Linked DNA regions of Mus musculus: region 2 is linked to region 1. A link is a contact called in public Hi-C data. All regions are on one chromosome and are shown on one strand. The core of a region is the stretch at or near the end of the contact, and the rest is flanking DNA. Distances in the headings are between cores, read along the strand shown.

Evidence for each region. A called contact is a pair of places that touch in the nucleus more often than the background predicts.
Region 2: a contact with region 1 is called in a Hi-C map of the C2C12 cell line, with 4 times the contacts expected there. The contact joins two enhancer-like sites. A contact is called at or near these places in 4 of 39 promoter capture datasets (the 3T3-L1 cell line, the C10 cell line, hippocampal neurons and 1 more), 3 of 15 datasets of contacts at CTCF or cohesin (the NIH/3T3 cell line, large pre-B cells and pro-B cells), 30 of 484 Hi-C or Micro-C datasets (B cells, the C10 cell line, the C2C12 cell line and 19 more), 20 of 115 datasets of contacts at active chromatin or transcription factors (the 230-238 cell line, the NIH/3T3 cell line, astrocytes and 11 more) and 2 of 9 other capture datasets (adipose tissue and liver).

What each region holds. Positions count from the first base shown.
Region 1 is chr3:122,316,071-122,321,476 of GRCm38.p6, forward strand. No RefSeq gene overlaps it. Among named protein-coding and RNA genes, the nearest start is that of Gm40139, 2.9 kb to the right of the region's middle. Within about 2 kb of position 1,446, at least 63 of the 459 cell types and tissues checked have an H3K27ac peak or open chromatin away from gene starts, as enhancers often do. A contact at or near this core is called in the C2C12 cell line, granulosa cells, muscle stem cells and 1 more, where this site is marked.
Region 2 is chr3:122,435,204-122,440,026 of GRCm38.p6, forward strand. All of the region lies in intron 2 of Bcar3 (breast cancer anti-estrogen resistance 3), which reads left to right. Among named protein-coding and RNA genes, the nearest start is that of Bcar3, 18 kb to the left of the region's middle. Within about 2 kb of position 3,153, at least 9 of the 459 cell types and tissues checked have an H3K27ac peak or open chromatin away from gene starts, as enhancers often do. A contact at or near this core is called in the C2C12 cell line, granulosa cells, muscle stem cells and 1 more, where this site is marked.

The DNA of each region.
Region 1 (5,406 bases), core at 196-2,695:
TGTATATATTCACAAATTAATTATTGTAGATCGTATTTCAATGTATTCACTTTGCAGCCCTAGGATGTAGCTATCGTTCTTTCTACGTATCCAGAGGTGGCTCATGTACATGATTGTTTAGCTGACACACTATTTAAAGATTGTGGGTTTGCGACTTCTGTATCAGAAGACTGGATACATTAGTGAGGTCTCCTCGGATCATCTGTAGACTGGAGATGAGGTGTGCATGGGTGATCCCATCCAGAAGTTCTCTGTTTGCCACAGCCCCCAACCAGCCCTGATTTAGAAAGAATAGCTTCCCGTCCTACCGTGGAAAATAATAAGAGCGATATTTGGCTTTTGTGCTCTCTCTCTCTCTCTCCCTCCCTCTCTCTCTCTCTCTCTCTCTCTCTCTTCCTTTCTATCTGCTTTTTCTTTGGAAAAGACCACCGTGTAGACACTTTCTGTTTAAAGGGTACCGACGGCACACTGCTCATCTGAAGAACAGGGACAAATGATGTGCTAAAGTTCCAGAACGGTCCAGCTGCTCCATTCCAACTCTTCCCACGCTGGTCCTGTTAGAAGTTCCTGGGGTGGAGCACAGGTCTCCTGAAGACCTGGGATTTGCTGTCACTGCCAGATCCAGTGCCTTGGGATTCCCACTGCGGAGGCACGGCCAACTGCAGGGGGGGGGGGTGGCACCACCGGCAAGCGGGGTTTCCCAGCACCAGTCTCTCCTGGAGGTGAGCGTGCACAGAGCACTTGCCCTGCAGGATAAGTGTCTGGTGTTCACACCACCACCGCTCAGAGCCAGTCCTGAGTGTCCCTAGCAGCTCAGAGCCACAATGCTCACTTTGTCCCTTCAAGGGTTTTTCACCGTTTCTCAAATGTCAGCAGATAACCGTAGAGTGCTGATTAAACAACCGACAGCGTTAGCTAGGCAGTAGAGCTGCCTTCTCTAGCCCGGCAGAGCACCGGGGCTGCACTGAAAGCCTAGCGGGTGGATTGTGCTTCTCCTCGGGACGCCGTTGCCCTCTGGAAACCAGAATTTTCACCAGCTCTTTAATATTCATAGAACTATTTCCTTTCAGCTTCGGACCATGGTTTAATTGCTCTTAAATGTCAGAGGAGGTCCTGTCATTTTGTGGACTACCCAGTCTATGTTAGGTAGTTTCTCTCTGACTCGAATCCATCCTATTCCATCTCTTCCCTAACTTGTGACCCTGCTTCTGAGCTCTGCTTCTTACCCCTCAATGTTCACTAGGGCGTCTACTATCTATCTCGGATGCATATTGTTTATGGAGTTAATGGTGTAAAAAAATCACAATATTTTTTTCTTTGCCTCACTACTCTGTAATTGGGGCAAGATTCTGTACAGATAACAATACATCATTGCCAGAGCAGCTCAGCTATGGTTGGATCCAGTTCTCAAATGACTCACTGCTGGCTGGCTGGCTGGCTGGCTGGCTGGCTCTGGGTTTAGGCCCTGGGCACTTGTGCTCTATGTGGGCCTCCTCATGTAGCCTGGGCTTCCTCACACTGTGGTGAGTGAATTCCAAGTATGAGCAAGACAAGAGAGAAAACAAGGTCACACTGGCTGTTGTGACTTGGTCTCAGAAACACGTAGGATTAGTAGTAGAAACAATCACAAAGACCCCACGTGGCTGTCAGGAAAGAACGCCGCCGCCGCCACTCCTTGATGGGAGAACTACGGTAAGGTTCTAGAAGAGAAATAGGCCAGAAATATTATCTCAGTCACTTTAGGGGAATGTAGTTTACCCTACACCATAGATGTATGTTCCTCTAATAATATATTATTTAAAATTTTACATGACATTCTCTCTTTCTTCCTCTTCTCTCATTTGTTTTTGAGAAAAGTTCCTATGTATGCCACGCTGGCCTCAAACATCATCACCTGCATAGGTAACGATGACCTTGAACTTATGGGTTCCTTGTCTCCGCTTTTCCTGACTGCTAGAATTCCACACACACACCACCATGCCCTGCTAATGTCTCAGCATAAATTCATTCATTTTTATAACTGTATAATATCTCACGGTAATTATTTCAATCTTGTTCTCTCTCCCTCACTGTACATATGCAAGATTTTTCTGTTTCTGTTTCAATTTTGTATCATGCTTCTCTGAACATTCTCAATAAATCTGCCAGTGTATGTGAGCCTACTGTCATCGTTTTGAACCTGGGGTGAAGTTTAGTGCACCTGAGCCTACTGCAGCAGCTCTGATCCTGGGTAAGGTTTAACAATGTTAGAGAAATCTGATGAATGTCTCACCCACTTTTGGTTTGCACCACTGGGGTACAGATCGTGGCTGCTGTGTGAGGCACACCTCCTTAAAAACAACAAAAGAATTTATCTGATCCAAGATATCAATGTACTAAAATGGAAAAACTCAATTTAGAGTATATAATTAGAGGTGAAATCTGAGGTATTTATAGTTTTAATTTTACTAGGTAACCCTAAATCATTTGACCAGCATTTTGGACCAGCTCATGCTCCAACCCAGATGCTGTGTATCCTCTGATTCTTCTCCAGGCTTTTCCCTTCCAAAGTTCATGATCACATGCTTTGACCCCCTGTGTGTGCACATGTGTGCATGTATGCATGTGTATGTATGGGGCGCATTGAAGTTCAACTCTATGTCCTTGCCCATGCAAGGAATGTACTTTTACTCTGAACAACACACCAGGTTCCCATCTAATATATGTGTGTGTGTGTGTATACATATATATATATACAAACATACATATTTGTCTGGGTTTTTGTTTGTTTGTTTTTCTGTGTTTGTTTGTTTGTTTGTTTCTTGACAGACTCTCGCTATGTAGCCCTGGATAGCCTGGAACTTGTTGTACAGACCAGTCTGGCCTCAAACTCCCAGAAATCCCTCTGCCTCTGCTTGTTTTTTGTTTTGAGACAGAACCCACATTGGCCTCAAGCTGCACCAGCCTCTCAAGTCCTGGGATTCCAGGCCTGTGCCGTGGTTTGAGGCTCATCTCAGTATTGATTTGTAGGAGCGCTTGATGTAGTCAGTCTCTGGATCTTAATCCCTTATTAGTTGTATGCATTGCTGATATTTTCTCTGTTTATGTCTTATCTTTTCACTCCTTCATGGTTCTTCCGGTGAATAGATGCGCTTCCGTTTTCTGTCAAAACCCATCAATCATGTGCTATCCTTTATGGTCTGGGGTGTTATTTATGAGTGCCTTTGGGGCCCCAAGGGCCCTTCTGCTTCCCTGGGTTGTTAGTTCATTGAGGGTCTCATCCCTTCTGGGTCGAGAGACCTACAGTTCCAGACGCTGAGGTCACTACCATACTCTCCTCCTCTGCTGTTACCTCATCTGCCCGGTTTTCAGGCACCTCATTTCTTCACTTACCCTGCTGGCATGGCACTCCTCCTATGACCTCTCTAGCCCTGGCTCTCTCTACCTAGGACTAGACTCTACTGTCTGGGGACTGACTTCAAAATGGACTGGCTTCTCTGAGGCCATGCCTTCCCCTCAGATTCAGTGCTATTGAAGATGTCTCTTCATCATTGTCCTTGCCAGAAGAGAGTCCAGTTTTCCAAATGATTGGAATATTTCATTCATACTCATCTTAGACAATCTCTTCTGAGGATGAAGTCAAGAAAGGGGTGGAGTCAAAGATGCCCAGTGGTACCCAGAAAGACTGTTTCTCACAGGAGGATACCCTTACGATGAGCCTGTTTGCTGTGACGATAGGCTTTCAAGCAAGGGGTCCCACTCCGTCCCCCTAAAACTGGCCACAGTGTAAGAGTGACATTAGAGAAGAATCTAACAGCACTGCTCCCTACCCATCACCCCAATTGTCCCCCTCCCTGTCCTCACACACAGCTTTCCATCACTCCTGGAGCCCTTCTCCCACCATTTAGACTTCATTTCAGCCTGGGTATCCTTGGCTTCAGCACCCAGTGCTTGCCAAAGCCTTGGAGGAATCTCTGCTTTTGTGTCTAGCACCTCCTATCTGCACCGAGATAGGCTCAAGGTGCCATGACCCACATTCAAGGTCTGGATAAAGTACAAGAGATAACCCTCCAGGTGTCCCATCTGGACAGTCACCAGGCCAGGGAGAAGATAAACCTTAAAGTGGAGAACGAGGAGGTGGAGAAAATCAGGGTGAACAAAGCTCGACTTGAGGGAGAGACAGGATGGAGGGAGTGAGGGGATTTGAGAGTCAGGGGTACGCATAGGATGCAGAGCCAGTGTGGGCATGCTGTGATACTTGGGAGCACGGGCTTTGTAGCAGATGATCTTCTGGGGAGCACCGTAACACTCGGGAGCATGGGCTTTGTAGGAGATGAGGATCTTCTAACATTACAAGAAACCTGCTGTCCTCACTTGTAATATGGGGCAAGTGCAGTAATCATGTGACTGTGTGAGGATGAAGTGATAATCTCTGCGTAGTGCTGGCCATGGAGGAAATGATCAAGGGGCAGTGGCTCTTACCAACGTTAGCCCCCGAGCAGGCAGGATGTTGTGAAGTTCCCCAGTGGATGTACTGGCCTCCATGGCACCAGCGCATGTGGCTTACGTGTGTGGCTGTGGAGTCCATGAATTGAGAATGATTTTTACACTTGAAGATGGTTGAAAGAAAACTTATAGGAGTATTTCCCTGCGTGTAAGAATGTTGAGTGATTAAAATGTTGCTGGCCTTAGTGTTTTATTGGAACGTAGCCTGGCTCACTTCTTTTGTATTGTCTTGCTTTCTGCCTCTTAAAGGAGATTTGCTGACTCTCGACATAAGCCTAGAAGGCTGAGGGTAATAAATGCTTTCCTCAGCGGGGACCTAGCTAGGCTGTCTTTCCACTGTGAAGCCTCCTGACACCCTCTCTTCCTACTGGTCTTCCTCTGGGGTCCCAGAGGTTCTGTCACGCCAGCCTCAGTTGACTCAGCAGACGTAGCCAGGGTCATTACAATGACTCCTACAGGGAAACAGAACAAAGCAGCCTTGATATTAAAAGAAATACACAAGACAACATCCCAAAGGCAAGGGATTTTATCACTCACCAAGTAATGTTTAAATTATGTTTGGATCTATTTTGTTCTTGAATTTAGAGGACATAGATTAATTCATTTGGTAAAGCTATTTGTGGAGATTACATTTTATTTATTTTTAGGTGAGGGAGAGATGGTTTGGCGGTTAAGAGCTCTCTTAACCGGGCTGCTCTTCCAGAGGACCAGGGTTTGGCTCTCAGCACCCACATGGCAGCTCACAGCTATCTGGAACTCCTTTTCTGGCCTCTGTAAGCACGACATGCATGCGACATATGAACATACACGCAGGCAAAACAGCCATACACATAAAATTAATAAAAAAAAAATTAAGTGGGGTTTTTGCTTTGTAGCTTCAAACTTTCCCTGAACCCTAGCTAGCCTTGAATTTGAAGTAAA
Region 2 (4,823 bases), core at 1,903-4,402, 120 kb after region 1:
CCCTAGCTATTCAAACCGATCCTCCCAGATGATCCAGATGTGTCTGTGCATGCTGCAGCCAAGGACAATCCAGAGGACGACCCAATGTAAAATCATAAACTTACTTAAAAACACGATGACTAGATTGTTTGGTAAGTGGGCATCAGCTTCGTAGATGACAACAGTGTCACAGTGTATTGTGGAAAGGTCACAATGCCTGTGTTGGTGCTCATGCTTTGGAAGGAAGAGTGACAGCTGCCTTCCCAAGGACTCAAAGGGCAGACCCTTGAGAACAGTTGTCTCCTCTAGAAGGCGGGTCTATATCTGCTCAGATGGAACTCTGTTTCTGAGAGGCCTTGACATTAATTAAATCTTTTAGCACTTTTATTCTGCCTTTGGATTACTAAAGAAGAAGCTGAAGCAAAGCTACTCTTTTAGGAGGGTGTGGGGAAGAGGGAAGGATGGGGGCAGAGCGAATGGGACAGGGAGGGAGGACAGACAGATACCAGCCAGCCAGAGCCTTTCTGCTTTCATCAAAGGTGCTGTGTTTGGGCTTTGATAGCCTGACCAGTCCCCAATGCCAGACCTTGTGTGCCTGCCAAGAGACATATTGGCCTTGGTATGGGTACGTCTGTCTTTCTTTTCTCTCTTTCTCTCTTTTCTTTTCTTTTCTTTTCTTTTCTTTTCTTTTGTTTTGTTTTCTTTTGTTTTTGTTCTTACTCTATTCAGTCAGGAGACCTTCAGTTTAAAATTTCAGTAGTGACCTTTAGCTTAATGCTCTCCCTGGGGTTCTGCTAGGCACAAGCTAGCCCCAGCTTGGTGGTTTATACACCAGTACCTGTTTAGTATCATCAACCTTGGATTCCGGTGTCAATTCACTGTAGTGGAGGGCACAGGAAACACAGCTGGCTGTTGGAACTGGGTTTTTTTTTTTTCCTTACTCAGGCCTTGCTACACTTTCTGATGAACTAGAAACCGACTTAAGTAGAAGTTGGCTCGTTGAGAGAAAGAAGCAGTTTTAGAACTCCCCAGTCCTCTCATCCTTCCAAGGAGAGGGACATGTGTCCAGTCTCTCCAGACTGTAGAAAAAAAGATGCTCAAGGTTGAAAGTGATGGTAGGCATGGTCCCGTGGATGCAGGCTCAATATAGGAAACTATTTAGAGAAACTAAAATAAAAGCCCTCTGGCCCCAGAGAGAGGGAGGAGAGGCACGTGATCTTCCAGGTGTCTCTTCCATCTAAGAATCTGTATAAAAGGTCACTTCCAGCCAGCATATACTGGTTTAAAGGAATGAATTATTCATGCTTTTCTGGTCAATATGCATAGCACACATGTGTATGCACATATACATACACACACACTGGCAGCAAGAAGCTCATATTTAGTCTGCTTGCATGGATTTTTTTTTCTAGTCCAGGTTTCCTTCCTCTCTCTCTCTCTCACATGCACACACACACAAGCGTGAGCTCACTTGCGGGGGGGGGGGGGGGGGGGCAGTGAGTGAGTTAGGAGAGAGAAAGAGAGAGTGAGTGAGTTAGAGTTGAACCAGACAACCAGAGTCCCTTCCTGTTTTCATTCATAGCCTATTGAACCACCACCATCAGATGCCAGGCATTGGCTAGGGACTGGAGGTCCATAGAGAGGCCAAGTCTTTGTCTCAAGGAGTTCACAGGTCATAGAGCAAGTGACGCTGCTCTTGAGCCCTCTGACTTTCCCATGCTGTTCTCTCCATCCTCTTTGCTTGCTGACCTAGCTTCCTACCGACCAGAAGCCCTTTGTGTCACTCAATCCTTCCGACCTGTGACCCTAACATCTGTCCAGGTATCCCACAAACGCACCCCAGCATGGTGTGGAGATAGTATCTAATAGATAGCCTTTCCCTATGGGCCTGCCTCTTCTGTGCTACCACTTGTGCTGTGGCATCCCAACCTTGGACCAGGATCCCCAGAAAGGTCAGGCCATGCGACCAAGGACCGGACCTCAGCAGAGGTGTCACCGGTTGGAAAGAAATGGAGTGTGGAGCTAGCGGGCTGTGAAAAAGGCCAGGGGCAACAAAGGAGCTTTCAGAGGTGACATTTGGAATAATCAGAGCCCGGAGAGGGAGGCAAGGGAGAAACCTTATAGTTGGCTTCTGTTCTGCTCACTTGCAGCGTGGGTTCAGGAACTGCTCTGACTGGAAAGGGGCCGGGTGGGAAATGTAAAGGCAGAATTGCTGGTCTGGAATCCATGAGGCCAGAGTAATAAAAGGTCCCAGGGATCACGGAGACAGAATAGGAGCTGAAGCCACCACACAAGCACTGTTACTGCAGAGAATATTAGGATGACAAAAAAATTGCAAAGAACCAATGGGTAGTTTATTATTATTATTATTATTATTATTGTCTTATAAAGAAGGGAGGGAGTTAAAATTACTGTACAAACTGTGCTGAGGTTTTCATAAGCTGGGGGGGGGGGGGAGGAGGAGGCACATTCCAGGTGTGACCTGGGCAGCTGGGAGGGGACCAGTTACCGAGAGGGGAAAAGTGGGAACAGAAAGGAGGGAGAGGCCCTGGCTTTGTCGGGAGATTTTCCTTGGGGGAGATGGTGGTGGCTAGACTGTAAGAACGAAGATTTCGTGTTTGGGGTATGACAAGTTGGAGAGGCACATATGTCTCAGGGAACTTTATTTTAATAAAGTCAGCAGGATTGTTTTATGCTTGCTGGGACGAAAGTGTCTGGGTATACTGAGAAGGCCTGCAGTCATATGCCAGCCATCGGTGCCATCCTTACAGGGAGAGACTCAGGCTCCATGACTGTATGTGAGGCTTATGTACTCAGCCCCATTTCCATCAATTTACAAAAAGTCATTTAGGCCATAGCATTGGCCTAGCAGTCACCTGGGTGCCTGACGCAAATTTTGGAGGCCTGAGAAGGATGTCCGATGACAGATATGAGACAAAAAGAAAAGCATGCTCATATTCTGAAACAGCACACCAAATTTAATTAGCAAAAACTTTTTAGGGGAAGACAAAGACTTACACTGGAAGTCCAAAAACATTAACTACAAAGTAAAACTATGGGGTTCAGATTAACTGCTTGCCCTGAAAAATATCCTAGGAGTTGGGTCACTGTGGCCTCAGAATGAGTCACTGGCATGTTATGGTTGTCAAAGAACATTACTGTGATTTTAGGGGCAAATTGAAGCTCGGATATTCAGACCAAGGGAGGTTGTCAGACAGGGCTGCCCAGATCACATATGGTGGATGGTTTTAACTCTGACCTTAGAGATGCAAGGTGATTCCCTCGCCTGGAGCATCAGGCTGTTCTGCTGTAAAGACCTGCTGATTTAATTTTTAAGTAGGCCTTACATCCTTTGGTATTGGTTACGAGATAATTCTGGTGCCATGTGTTAACACGATGAGAATATTAAAATGTCCTCACTTGAATCCTGTCAACAGCTGGTGTTACACACAGTAGCACCATGAGTAAGCACGGTGAGACAGAGAAGAACGAGTCTCTTCTCATTTGTTTTTGCAAACTGTTGTGACAAAGATATCTCTGTATATCAGTCCTTGTGCCAACAGCTGCATCCGTTTTGAAGTTTGCAACAGCCAATTCAGATAATATCTCCTGGTACCATCATTATTTCTCAGTATAAATTAATCTCAGTATCAGAAGAATAGAATAGAAAATTTAAAAAAAAAAAAAAGCCTTGTTAGTCTGGGCACAGCTAATATTTCCTCCAAGTTGTCATTACCTCCCTCACCAGGTCAGGGCTAGATTTGTTCTTTTGTTGAGAGAGTTGCTATAAAGTCCCAAGTTGGCCTTGAGCTCACGATCATTTGTTCCCAGCCTTCCAAATGCTTGGATCACACGTGCACATCACCATAGGCAGCACCTGCCCTCTATGAAACACCTGTTTCTCCTTATTTTCTCAGTCAACAGATGGAAATTATCCCATAGTAAACTCTGTCTTTTGGGTTATCACCCCAGTTAACATCCTCCTCGTCCTCCCTGTCCTCCCCATCCTCCCCATCCTCCTCGTCCTCCCTGTCCTCCCTGTCCTCCCCGTCCTCCCCATCCTCCCCGTCCTCCCCATCCTCCCCGTCCTCCCCGTCCTCCTCGTCCTCCTTGTCCTCCCTGGCATTTTAAACATGCCCACAGATACTGGAGCTGAGTAGGAGCAGCCTGTCAACATCACTTCAGGAGCATCTGGCCTGTGGTGTGGGGAGGAGGCAAGTCTCTGGACTTGGGATGGATATTCTATTGCTGAGGGAGCTGTCTGAGGCCGTCACACCCCAGTCCCAGGCCCGTGGCTCAGTGATCTTAAAGGGAATTCTCCTAAGTCCATGGACACTTTTATTTGATGATCTCTTTCCCTTGGTGAACCCACTGCATGTGGTGAAAGAGAAGGTTTGGGGTGTAGGCCTTCTGCACAGCGCAGGACACACACATACACACTCCTACAAACAAACCAACATTTATTGAACAGCCTTGTCCTAGAGATGCAACAGTGTGGAGAGTATGGAGCCTGTGCTCAGTGTGTTCTCAGTCCAGTAAGAGAGACAGGGCACAGAGAATACATTAAATTATTCTTAAGCTTCACGATTTGGGGCTGGTAGGATGGCTCAATGGTTAATAGCTCTCGCTGCTCTTCTAGAGGACACGGGTTGGATTTCCAGCACCCACATGGTGTCATTTGTAACTCCTGTTCCAGGGGATCTGATGCCCACTTATGACCTCTGTGGGCACCAAGCTTGCTCGTGGTGCACATACATACACGAAGCAAACACTCATACATGTAAAATAAATACATTTAGAAGATTAAAAACGTCATACTTCATAAGGAAAGTTAACTGGGAGGT